2 separate regions of the Mus musculus genome follow, and region 1 is linked to region 2. Evidence: chromatin contacts called from public Hi-C data. All regions are on one chromosome and are shown on one strand. The core of a region is the stretch at or near the end of the contact, and the rest is flanking DNA. Distances in the headings are between cores, read along the strand shown. Region 1 has its middle 45 kb from the start of Gm46154. Region 2 holds the start of C1ql2 (complement component 1, q subcomponent-like 2).

What was found. A called contact is a pair of places that touch in the nucleus more often than the background predicts.
Region 1: a contact with region 2 is called in a Hi-C map of Sertoli cells, with 2.8 times the contacts expected there. The contact joins the enhancer-like site here to the promoter of C1ql2 in region 2. A contact is called at or near these places in 2 of 39 promoter capture datasets (liver and trophoblast stem cells), 8 of 484 Hi-C or Micro-C datasets (the AML12 cell line, the C2C12 cell line, Sertoli cells and 4 more) and 1 of 9 other capture datasets (adipose tissue).

Annotation. Positions count from the first base shown.
Region 1 is chr1:120,387,175-120,393,838 of GRCm38.p6, forward strand. No RefSeq gene overlaps it. Among named protein-coding and RNA genes, the nearest start is that of Gm46154, 45 kb to the right of the region's middle. Within about 2 kb of position 3,082, at least 8 of the 459 cell types and tissues checked have an H3K27ac peak or open chromatin away from gene starts, as enhancers often do. A contact at or near this core is called in Sertoli cells, where this site is marked.
Region 2 is chr1:120,337,388-120,343,475 of GRCm38.p6, forward strand. It overlaps C1ql2 (complement component 1, q subcomponent-like 2), which reads left to right and starts at 3,195. Exons shown (of 2, transcript NM_207233.1): 1 at 3,195-4,414; 2 at 5,008-5,787. The coding sequence starts at 3,731. The coding sequence ends at 5,187.

The sequences.
Region 1 (6,664 bases), core at 1,832-4,331, 50 kb after region 2:
GCCACAGAGGTGCTCGCTTTAAAGCAGAATGGAAGCCATTTAGTTAGTTTCTGCCAAACAACAATAGCTTACACTGTAGGTGATGGATGTAGTGAGCAGAGTCCCAGCGTTCCCATCCAGGTGGAGGGGTGAGGTCTCTCCATTTTAAATCACCTTGTCTTTATTTCCCTTCTGGAATAAATGGAGCCTTGGCCAGTGGTCAGAGTGAAAGTCAAATGACTGTGGTTTCCAGAGAAATTTCCTTGGGGGATGGTGGCTGCTCGCTCTTTTCTGCTGGGCCTGGAGGTGCATGGCTGCCCCTCTGCACAGAGAGGGCTGCTGTGTAGACTCTGAACACTCTCCTTGCAGAGACTCTCTTGGCTTCAGGCAATGTGTCCCTCCAGAGGTTTAACCTGTTTCTACATCTGACTGAGAGGCTCAGCTCTGCTTTGTTCTCCTGAAAAACCTATCTATTTTAATCTCTAAAAAAAAAAGTGTTGTGTGTTCATGTGTGCACACAGATACCCATGGAGACCAGAAGATGATGTTAGGTCCCTTGTGCTGGCAGCTGGCAATACTAGCTGGAGTTGTGAGCCGTCCAACATAGATACTGGGATCCGAACTCAGGTCTTCTGTAAGAACAGTAAGTGCTCTTAACCATGGCACCATTTCTCCAGCTCATATATGTATGTTAATATGTATATATACTTTATATATTTATATATGTGTATATAGATATATATGATTTATTTTTTATTTTTACTTTACGTTTATGAATGTTCTTGAATGTGAACCACATTAGTGGCTGGTGTCCAAGTAGGGCATCAGTTCCCCTGGTACTGGGGTTATGGACGGTTGTGATCCATCTGTGAGTGTTGGTGAGCTGAATTTGGGCCCTCTGCAAGAGCAGCCTGTGCTCTTTACTGCTGAGCTATCTCCACAGAGCCCTTGCCCATGCTTAGATGGGGCCCACTCTGATGTCCTCGTCAAGTTAGAAGCTGTAGGAGCAGAGGCAAAGGCTCTGCCTTCCTTATTTCTTTCAGGGTGACATTGTCTTGGCTTCCCCAATTCTTCAGAAGTCAGTATCACTCCCTTGCTGTCAGGATATCACTCTCCTTTCCCCTTGCAGGGGAAACCTGCAGAACTGTTCATTGCTGGGCCTCCTTTGGGGTGGGTACCAAGACCCTATCATCACAGTAGACACCATGGTACAGAACCAAGAGTCGGGTGAGTCAGAGCCTGTCTTGAGATTTGAGACAGGAGGTGGAGAAGCTGGCACAACAGGTGTACCCTCTTCTGGGCAGCAATGGTAGAGTACTGGTTTCCTGTCCTGTTGCTGTGGGTTCATCTATTCAGCCCAGATACATGCCAAGAACCCAGGGTTTCTTAGTTAGGGTTTTACTGTTGTGAACAGACACCAAGACCAAGTCAAGTCTTATAAAGGACAACATTTAATTGGGACTGGCTTATGGTTCAGAGGTTAAGTCCATTATCACCAAGGTGGGAGCATGGCAGCATCCAGGCAGGCACGGTGCAGGCAGAGCTGAGAGTTCTACATCTTCATCTGAAGGCTGCTAGTGAAAGATTCACTTCCAGACAGCTAGAACTAGGGTAAAGCCCACACCCACAGTGACACACCTATTTCAACAAGGTCACACCTCCAAATAGTGCCACTCCCTGGGCGGGGCATACTTAAACCACTATACAGGGTTAAGCTGGTGAGAAGGCGGGACTCAGAAATTGGCTGTGTGATGGCCTATAAAGGGGAAGTGGTCTCACCCAGCAGACAGACATCTATGCCTCTGGGGCAGAATGTGGACTGGCCTCTTCATTTTGGATGTTGACCTCTCTGTGTAAGGGTCTCACCTGAGTTCAGAATGACAAGTGATGGGGTACAGGCAGGAAGACTGTCAGTGATGGGGGTGCTTAACAGGAGGGTGGGGCTGGAGAGTTTGCAGGTCCCTCATGGAAACCTTCTTCTCCACGGAACTCCTTCAGTTCATTGGGTCCTGGTTCCAGGGTTTCCACACTCTGACTTTCTCATGACTCTACCTCCTTTGGAGGTAGGTGCTGATTCTCACAGGTGCGGGCCCGTGCCTCTTGAAGGGGAAGATTGCAACTGTCTAAGATTGCATGCCTTGAAAAGGAACAGCCAGAACACAGCCACCACAGCTTGGGCGTTCACAAGTCCTGTCTTTTGAACCTCACCCCAGTCTTCATAGTTTCTCTGTGCTACAGGATAAGGAGTAACTGAGGTAGAACCCCATGGTGGTGACAAGACCATGAAACAGTGGTTCAGGCCGAGGGTGCTGGACATGGTGACAGTGGCCCTGCTGCTGCTGAGGGACTGAGCCCGTGATTCCTCTCTTCTGCGGGGTGCCTTTTGCCTCCTGTCTTCTTTTGACTCCTGGTGTCTTCATAATAGGAAGGTTGTGTGCTCCAGTCGGGTATGGAAAAACTCAAGGGCAGGTACCAGTCTTGGACCTGGCCACACAGAATGGAAACTGAGGCTGCACTGAATGCTCCTTGGAGGAGTCTGAGTAAAGGGAGAGTTTTTCTTGAGGGGGTCCCAGGAGGTGACCCCCCTCCTCATCTATGTACATGAAAGAGGAAGCTGCAGGTGCCCAAGGGAGGCCCCTGCTCTGCTCTGTCACAGGAACTTGCCGCCCGCCCGCCCGCCCCTACATTTTAGTCAGACTGCTGGGAGGGCCACCTGCTTTCTAGTTCAGCTGGGGCCCCCCGGGGAAAGAACTTTAAAAAGGTTTCAAATCATAACAATGCTTTCAGAAGCTCAAACCCACAACTGTTTTCCTCTTCTCCATCACAGCAAGGGCACACGCAGAGATGAGTAACATTGAGAAAATGCCTGTTTCTGCCTGTCAGACCAAGCAGGGACAATTAACCCTTTCTTAGTCAATCTCCTTCTGCCAGAGGGGGCCTCTTTAGGTAACTGTGAGACATCAGGGTCCTGGGAGCTGGGGCATGTTTGTTCTTCTGTACAGTGTGTCTGCTGTGAACCCCCACTGCTAATCACTCCAGGGCTATGACCTTGGGTGTACTGTGGGATGTACTCCAGGGCTATGACCTTGCTTCTGAAGTGGCTGTCTGTACTGTCCCCAAGCTTCCCAGCATGACCTTCCCTCAGCTCAGTTTGCCTCTTCAAAGCCACCTGAAGACCATCTTCTTCGGTATCCATATCACCAATACCCCCTGAGGAATGTTGCCCCCTCCTTACGCCCCCTCCCCGCCCTTCCTGCCTCCCACCCCCCCTTCCCCCGCTGCACAGAAGAAACCTGCATAGCAGCCTTTTATCACTGATTTCGGGGGTCAGGCACCAGGTTTTAAGCAAGCAGTGCCACTCCGTGGCGCTGACCGTGGTGCTGAAGCAACGGCTAGCTAGAGCTTCCCCTGGGAATTGTAGCAGGAGGAGAGGGAACCCGGTGCCACAGGCACCTACTCTTCTTCTAGGGCAGTGATTGCAGTGTTCTGGTCCCCTGTCTCGGTGCTGCAGGGGCTGAGGGACAATAGCTGCACAACCATGTCCCCTGGGACAATCTGGGATACAGCAGGGGTGTTGCTTAGCAGCATCCAAATTCCACTCTGGGACCCCTTTGAGGAGTTGTGGGCTACCCGATGCATTCAGAAAACTCTGTAACATTCAGACGGGATAAAAGGGATTCTACTGTCTGCAGCTTAGAACCTTGACCAATACAGATGGCACCACAGGGATCCAGATGCTGTTGCTTTCTGTGCCAGGTGCACCACCAACCTTCCCAGGCACCTGAGCCAGTAGGCTCCTTATGTGATGGAGATAGATCTGTTCTGGGGACTGAAGTGATGGTTCAGTCTGTACCATGCTTAGTGGACCTGTGTTCTATCCCCCAAACCGTGTAAGATAAGCTGGGTGTAGCGGCTTGTGCATGCAATCTTCATGCTGGGGAGAAGGATGCAGGCAGATTCCCCGAGGCTCATTGGTCAGTCAGTCTAGCATACTTGGTGAGTTCTAGACAAGTGAGATACATTGTCTCAAAGCAAAATGGGCAGGGTTTGAGAGCCTGCAGCTGAGATGGTCCTCCATGTGCACTTGCACCCACAGGCACACACGTATACACCTTCCTCCACATAAAGAATACGTTTCTGAAATTATCCTGAAGGAGCTCCGGCTCCTCTAGAGAGCATCACCAATTCTAAACCTTCTATCCTATGGCATTAATTGCTTTGTGCACACAGTGCTTCCTTCTGGAAGGCTCCCCTCCCCACACCTCCTAGCTCTATTGTCAAGCCTGCAGGCTCTTCCAGCGAGGCAACAGGACCATCTTTTCCCCCAAACATGAGACTGATACAACTCAGGTCACCTTCATTCTTTTGTCAAATGCATTCAAGTCGATATAATGGGTGAGAGTACACCAGGAATAGACACACAGAGTAGGTCACTTTGTACTGTACTGTAAGTTGACCTTACATATGATACTGGAGCTGCCCAGGTGAGAGCCAGTGCCCCGTAGCCATAACAAGCCAGGCTGGGCCACTGTCCTCAAAAGGTCAGTTAAAGATGCCAGTGAAAGTGAAAAGCAGAAGAAGGAGAGCAATTTGAAGTGGAAACTTAAGGGTTCTTTGGAATGTCAGTTGAATGGTGTTTTGCTGGGACAAACACGTGAAGGAACGTTTCGTTAAAGTGGACACAGGTGTGAAAGGCTAAGGCCGACGCGTGAAGGAACATTTTGCCGAAGCAGATACAGGAGAGAGAATGTTCTGCTAAAGCAAACACGTGAAAGGACATGTGATCAAAGATTCTTTGCTAATGACACACATGTATTAGTCCGCCTTATACTGAGTAGTTGATCTGCATTTGTCTGGACTCCATAGAGAGAAATGCACCAAAAAAGTTATGGTGGTGTGCTGCAGTTGGTTGCTGCTAGCAAGGACTCAGGCTGAATGGATGCACATGCTGAGGCAAGACCCTTGCTGAGGCAAGGCACATAGAGGACACGTGATGTTTGGAGGGAATAAATAGGACTCCACAGGGTGACAGAGACAGAGCTTGACTGGCTGGTACAGCTAGCTGTGCAACGCTTGTGGGTCTTGAGTCTTTGCTGATCTTTGCTTCCCTGAGAGAGGCACAGCCAAGAACTTCTGGGGTTCCTCCTGGTCTCTCCTGCTGACTCGAGCAGAGGCTGAGGCCTGAGTGTCTCTGCTAAGTCATGTCACCACTGTTGCTAGCCCGACTCTACCGAACTGGACTGCTGGTGTATCTACCAGGTGTTTGTGAATGGATCGAGTTGCCGCTGCCTGCTAACCTGTGAACTGAACTGTTGATTTCCAGATGGGAGTTGCTCCAAAGAACCTTTCTAAACAGGTCCATTTCCTCTGTATCCTTTCTCTCTCACCTCTAGTGGATGTTGGGTTATAAGGAAGGGTAAAGCATTTAAGAACCATCATTAAAAATAGGACTTAAAAGAATTAAAGTTACAGGAATTCAGTGTGGCCACATTGGGGAAGAGGAGCAAGAGGGCTCAGTGACTCTTCACTCCAAGGTCAGGGTCCTGAGTGAGGTCCAGCCTTAAACAAAGGGCAAGAGGTGTGCATAGCTAAACTGTCCTGTGTGTCTCACTGTCTGGGCTCTGGGCTCTCCTGCAAGGTGTTCTGACAAGTTGTCAGAACTGTGTGAAGTCTTCTCGGGAGACAAGCTCTGGCTAGTACCAGGAATCAGCTGCTCCCTTCTCCTGGCATAAGACTCCTGGGGAAATTTCAATTCCTTGAAGTCAGTTGTCTTGATAGTCTGAGAGCAGAAGAAACTGCGCAGGTGTTTATCTCTGGCTTATTTCTGCCCCTGCCAGAATGGTTACAAACAGGAACAGGGAAATTCCTGACTTCTACACCAGGCTCCTGAGTTCTACCTGCTGTCTCTTAAGAAGAGTTCCAGTACTGTCATTTGAATTTGTGGGATTGGAGGCCCTGGGAGTGTAACTAACTCCCCCAGGGTCACATCACTCTGGAGTGGTAGAATCATCTCCCTCCCTTGTTCCTGATGACTATGCATGGAGTCTAGCTTGTGTTGTGAAAGGAGCAGCATTCACAGCCGGAGCCTGAGAGTCTCCCCCTAATAGGAGAGTAGCTCCTATTCTCAACTTAGCAGAGACCCTTGGGGGTGAACTCTGTGAAAACTGTGGCTGTTTTAGTAGAGGTGAAGGGAAGGAAGTGTAGTCTCTGAGCTCAGGAGTAGAGCATAGAGAAGGGAGCAGGCAGAAGCAGGCAGGGGCAGACAGGCTGAGCTCTCTAAAGCTGATGAGAACCATTAGCCACCAGGGAGGGAACGACAGCGATGACTTTGAACCCAGGAGGTCTCCTGTAGGCCTTAAAAGCCACTTGGGATTAGATGAGAGAGGAGGACAAGTCAGATGGATGAGCCCAAGTGGCCAGAAGACAGATGGTCAGAGAAGGCAGAAATAACTATAGGTCACTCCCTCTCATTTCTCTCACTGATATGAATGTTTCTTGGTAAAAAAAACTTAGATACATTTAGAAGAATAAAATACCAGAATATGGTGGGAAAATAAAGGTTGTATGAAGCTATATTAAAATAAAGGGAGCCAGAGAGATGGCTCGTCGGTTTAGAGTGCTTGCTGCTCTTCCAGAGTGTAAGAGTATCTACCATTCCTAGCATGCATAGAAGGTGGCTCACAAT
Region 2 (6,088 bases), core at 1,945-4,444:
CCTTCTTTTCTTCTTTCCTTCTTCTCCTTCTCTTCCTTCCTTCCTTCCTTCCTTCCTTCCTTCCTTCCCTCCTTCCTTCCTTCCCTTGCCTCTCTCCTTCCCTCAATTCCTTCCTTCCTTCCTTCCTTCCTTCCTTCCTTCCTTCCTTTCTTCCTTCCTTCCTTCCTTCCCTACAACACCATCTGAATCTATATCCCTGAGACACTTCTATGAGTATCTCAGAGGTATGGGCTCATTCACCTGTGCTGGGAATGGCTGGCTGCTTCCAGCACTCCTGGACCAGGGACTCTTCCCCTCCCATGCAGAGGAATTTCCAGCACACGGGGGGGGGGGGCTCCCTTTTTCTTTTATCCATCTTGCTGCAGTAGATAGGGAAAGAGACAATTCTCCTTTAATCTGCCTCATCCTCTGCCTCCAATTTGACTTCTGGAATTACATACTGGGTTGGTGTGATTCTGAGGGTGAGACTCAGGGCTTTCTTTTCCTCCTTGACCCCATTAACTCAGTTACAATCCCAGACTCTATAGCTGAGTCCAAACTAGGCCTTGCAATTTAAAATTGTGGCTAAATACTTTAATGAAGCTTATAATTAATATTCATGAGAAGACAGTTGCTGAGCATGACCCAGACCCCTTAGAGGACGCAGAGTCACTGGTAAGGAGGAGCTGGCCAGACACTAACTACTGTGCCACACTGCCCGGCCCTGCAATGAGAGGGAAGGTGGAGGATCCAGGTCCCCTTCATTGCCCGCTAGCTTTGCTGCTGCTCTTCTCGCCACCTAGTGGACTCTTGGCTTAAGGAAGCCCGCACCCCCTCCAAATCAAAGGGGTTCCCTAGCAGAGCCGAACCTTGGAAAGGCTACTTTGTGTGTGTTCTATGGCGGTGGGGGGTGGGGTGGGGTGGCAGGGCAGCAGAGCCTACATTCTCTGCTTTGGAAGAGGTAACAGTGTGATTATGATGTTTGAATCTTCTTCATTAACCATAAACCCATCTACACCACCCTGCTTGTTACCCACAAATATCACCCCAGTTGCCACACCCACAACAGCAGAGCAGAGAGCATGTGTCTGTAGGTGGTGATATTAGCTGAGCTTCCACTAGCCTTTCAGTGAATGCACTCATTTATTCTCCCAGGAGCGCTGAGACAGGTTCTTGTCCGAGGTGCGCAACACTCTGCTCAAGGTCACATGGGTTGTAGTACTGGAACCCAACACTGGGCCTCCTACAATTACACATTCTAGGGTTGCTCTGGGCAGACTGGGGAGATCTGAAAACTCAGAAAGCCAGGGTAGACCCTGGACAAGCTCCTCGTACCATCAAAGCCTGTGTTTTCCCATCTATATTAGAGGAGAAAAGGCATGAATGCACAGGACTGTATCTGCAAAGGAAGGGAAGAGAACTCACAAAGCAACCACACAGCCGTTCTTAGCAGGAATATTGTGGAGACCTGTGCTGTGGTGGGACCAGCAAGTGGCCAGCGGTGGGAGCAGAAGCAACCACAGTGAAAAGTGAGACTCCACTGAGCATGGCATCTGATAAACAACCACTCTCTTTAGAGCACAAGCCCCGCCCCGGAAGGTGGCCCAGAAACCAGAGGTGTGGGGTCACTCACTTGTGTAGGTGATAGACAGCACCAGGACATCCAGCCTACCCAGACCAGGGGCTCTTCCCCTCTGAGGTAGGTGCCTTCCCAGCTCCCCGGGGGAGCAGGGGCCCAGTGTGTGTGGCTCTGTTTCCTCTTTAGTAGCAGTAGAAGGACATAGATGATTCTCCTTTAATTGTGCCCCAGCTGGAGGAGGGGTGCAAATGCATTTGGATGCAGGGAGAGGGAGCTGGGGTGTTCCTGGAGAGGAACTCACTCACCAGCCTGGAGCAGGGCTCCCTGTGCCTTCAGTGTGAATGGTGAAGGTAAGGGAGGAGAATTTACTAAAACACGTTGTTTTAAAATGCTATAATGACATCTAATATTTTGTATGATGTTTACGAAAGAAACTAAATTTAAAGAAGAAAATAAGTAACAACAGGAAGGGGGAAGAGATTGAGACCCTGAGGAGGAGGAGGAGGAGGAGAAGGAATCTGCCTTTAAGAAATTAGAGTTGAGGCAGGGGAGAGAGGGCTTGAGTTAAGAGTACTGGCTGCTCTTCCTAGAGGACCTAGATGCAATTCTCAGCACCCACATAGCAGCTCACAAATGTCTGAAACTCCAATTCTTGGGAATCTGACACGATCACACATGCAGGCAAAATACCAATGTACATGAATTAAAAAAAAAAAAAACAACCTTTAAAAGAAACAAGGGTTCAGTACCACTACTGACATCTTGTTTCCCCAGAGGCCTTACTTTAATTATTTATTGTTTCCACTTAGTTGCTCAATTAATTAATTTAGAGGTTTTTTTCTTCCTTTCTTTTTCTTTTTTCTTTCTCTCTTTTTTTTCTTCTTAAGACAGGGTTTCTCTGTGTAGCTCAGGCTATCCTGGAACTCACTCTGTAGACCAGGCTGGCCTTGTACTCAAAGATCTGCCTGCCTCTGCCTCCCCAGTGCTGGGATTAAAGACATGCACCATCACTGCCCTGCTTTCCTCTTTTTATTTTGAAAATTGTTCATCAACAGTTACTAAACGTGTTCGAATTCCAAGAGCTGACTAGACATATAAGACCATTCAGCCTTCTGAATAAGATGTAGGTGTGCCCCTCCTCTTACTCCTCTATTTGGAAGTTGGTTACTTTCTGTATGTAGTATGCGAATCCCCCTCTGCCACCCCGCTTTCTGTTTTAAAACAGAAAAGGCTGCAACATACAGTGTGTGCTTCTGTTCTTGAACTGGAAGCTTAGGCTGTCCTGGACTTGGGTTGAGACCTGGGCTCATCCAGATAGGAAATGGATTTGGTGACCCCGCCAGGACTTCGCAGGCACCACATCGTGGTCGTGTGTGGGTGCTGTATGCACCCACTGATTGCGCGCGTGGGTTCCAGAGCTTGGTGGTCTGCGAGAGGAGAGTGGGCAAGAGTGGGTGTGTCTGTGGAGCCCCAGCTAGGGGCTGCTGCCCGCTGCTCCCACTTGTGGCTCCTGGGCGCCGCCAGCAGGCACATCTCCGGAGGACGCCGCGGGATGGGAGCTGATGACAGGAGAGCGCCGTCTCCCGAGTGATGGCAGCGCACGCTGCTGCCTCGCCGCCTCCGCCGCTCAGTCCTGATCTTACGTTAGGGTAGCTGGGTACCCCCTCCGCCCGGGAACCAGCTAGTAGAGGGAGAACAGAGCAGAGCGTGCGGCAGAGCCGATCCCGCGTCCCGCCGAACCCTGCCAAGCCCCGCCAATCCCAGCAGAGCAGGAACCAGCGCAGCTGAGCCAACACCGGACGCCGCACTGAGACCCAGCATTCCCCAGCCGCCACTACCCGGTCCCCGCCGGGGTGCCGGGCTCGTCCTGTGAGCCCCTCGTCATGCGTGTCGGGCTCTTCGACTCTCCAGATCAGTTCCAGAGCGGTGGCCTCAGGAGCCCAGGTCCGGATACCTCTCGTTGAAATAGTTGGGTGGCTAAGAGAGGGGTCTCCACGTCGGGGACGCGGAGGGGACCTGCGGAGTTGGCGTCCGAACGCATAGAGCGGGGCCACCCGGCGCCGCTCCACCATTACCTCCCCAGGCGGCAAGGAGGAGCTGGTGGCGGTCGCCTCCCGGCTGTGGCAGCGGCGGCGGCGCGCCTGCTTGGCGGCCGTCGGCGTGCTCTTGGCCATGGCACTGGGGCTGCTGATCGCGGTGCCTCTGCTGCTGCAGGCGGCGCCCCCCGGAGCGGCTCACTACGAGATGCTGGGCACCTGCCGCATGATCTGTGACCCATACAGCGTCGCTCCCGCAGGGGGACCCGCGGGCGCCAAGGCTCCACCGCCGGGACCCAGTACCGCTGCCCTGGAAGTTATGCAGGACCTCAGCGCCAACCCCCCGCCTCCGTTTATCCAGGGACCAAAGGGTGATCCGGGGCGACCAGGCAAGCCAGGGCCTCGGGGTCCTCCTGGAGAGCCAGGGCCTCCTGGGCCCAGGGGTCCCCCGGGAGAGAAAGGAGACTCGGGGAGGCCAGGGCTACCCGGACTGCAGTTGACAACCAGCGCGGCCGGTGGCGTTGGAGTGGTGAGTGGCGGAACCGGGGGCGGTGGCGACACGGAGGGAGAAGTGACCAGTGCGCTGAGCGCCGCCTTCAGCGGTCCCAAGATCGCCTTCTACGTGGGACTCAAGAGCCCCCACGAAGGCTACGAGGTGCTCAAGTTCGACGACGTGGTCACCAATCTTGGCAATCACTACGACCCCACTACAGGCAAGTTCAGCTGCCAGGTGCGGGGCATCTACTTCTTCACGTACCACATTCTCATGCGTGGCGGCGACGGAACCAGCATGTGGGCGGATCTCTGCAAGAACGGGCAGGTCAGTGACTTTCTCCCACACACCCCTCCCTACCTTTCCCGGCCCAACAGAGTCCGCAGACCGTTCATTACAGGCGCCCGGAACCCCAGGGAACTATATACTGTTTCCTGCCACTCTCCAGCGCCCCAGCAAACTCTGGGGTCGGGTGGGCGCTGGACCACATGCATCGCCCAGCTTCCCTGCGTACTATGCTGTCCTTTGCATAAATGTACTGGGCGTTTGAGACTGGACCCCGGGTGCACAGTGACCCTGGCACCTAAATAGGTCTCCAGTCCCCAATCGATTGAGTCATGGCCTGAAGTGGCTGGGCTCCTAGAAAAACCCAGTTGTCTTTATCACTGTGATTGCACGTGGGCCATCCCTTTCCCTCCAGTTTATTCATCTTGGCCTTGACCCCCTAGGACCTTTACATACTGGGCAAGTAAACCCCCTTTCCTTGACTCTGCTACCAAGAGAACTTGGAGCCGAGGAGGGAGTGTTTACACTGAAGTAGCAGGCAGGGAGCCTGCAAAGGGATGGGCGAGGGAGGCCAGGCTTGGACTCAGGAAGAGGTGCAGGGTCCCACCCGCTCGCTCTTCTGGTTCGCCCCGCAGGTGCGAGCCAGCGCCATAGCCCAGGACGCGGACCAGAATTACGACTACGCCAGCAACAGCGTGGTACTGCACCTGGATTCAGGCGATGAAGTCTACGTGAAGCTGGACGGCGGGAAGGCTCACGGCGGCAACAATAACAAGTACAGCACGTTCTCGGGCTTCCTCCTGTATCCGGATTAGGGGCCTAGAGGGCGCGCGCGAGGCCGGGTGGCTTCAGGCCACCCCATCCCCATCGGGCGCGCGCGGGCTCTTTGGTGAATGTCACTCTGCGGCTTCATGACACTTCCTGACATCTCCGTTGGAAAAGACACATCCCTGCTCTCCTACTTGTCCTGCCTCAGGCCTCAGTGTGTCTAGGATTCACTACGCTGCGGGGAGGCTGTGTCCCCGGTCCCAGTGCCCATCCTGGGGAGGGAGAGGGAACATTCAAGTGGGGAGCTGGGCGAGAATCCCAGCTCTGGCGGGGTTAGTTGCGGGGCAGCCCAGACTTGAGAAAGCTGATTGGACTAGACAGGCGGCCCTAGGGAGTTTGAGGTCTCCCAGCTTGCCTCTTCCTTCCAGTGTCCCCCGGTTAAGGGCTGCAAGACTCACAAGGAAGAAAGACCCTGGTGACCGCTACTCTCTCGGACCTCCCTTTTTGTGACCCGAAATGCCTGTGCAGTTTTTCCTATCCATCAGCCAAAAATCCACCCCTAGCAGAATTCCAACAAACAGAAAGTTCACCTTGTCATGCACACTCTCCATATCCTCCTCTGCCATGCATTAAATTATGTTTTTAGACCACCGGCTCCTGCTCTTTTTGTTAATAGAGCCCTTTTACCTGGACTTCAGACATTCCTCCCTGTCATTCAACCCAGCCAATGCCCTTTCTCCAGCCAGTGCATGGCCCCAGTCACCTGGGATTGGCTGAAAAGTGTTTGGGGGGTTGAGGGGTGGGGAGTCAGACCAGCATCCTCCTTTGTACGCAGCAAGAGGGTGGGAGGGAAGAGACTGAGTTAGAGGAAGGTAAGAGAGAGAGGTACACTACCTGGGCAGCTTGGTCCCACTAGACCTGGAAGAGGAGGTCAGAAGGCAAAGTCTG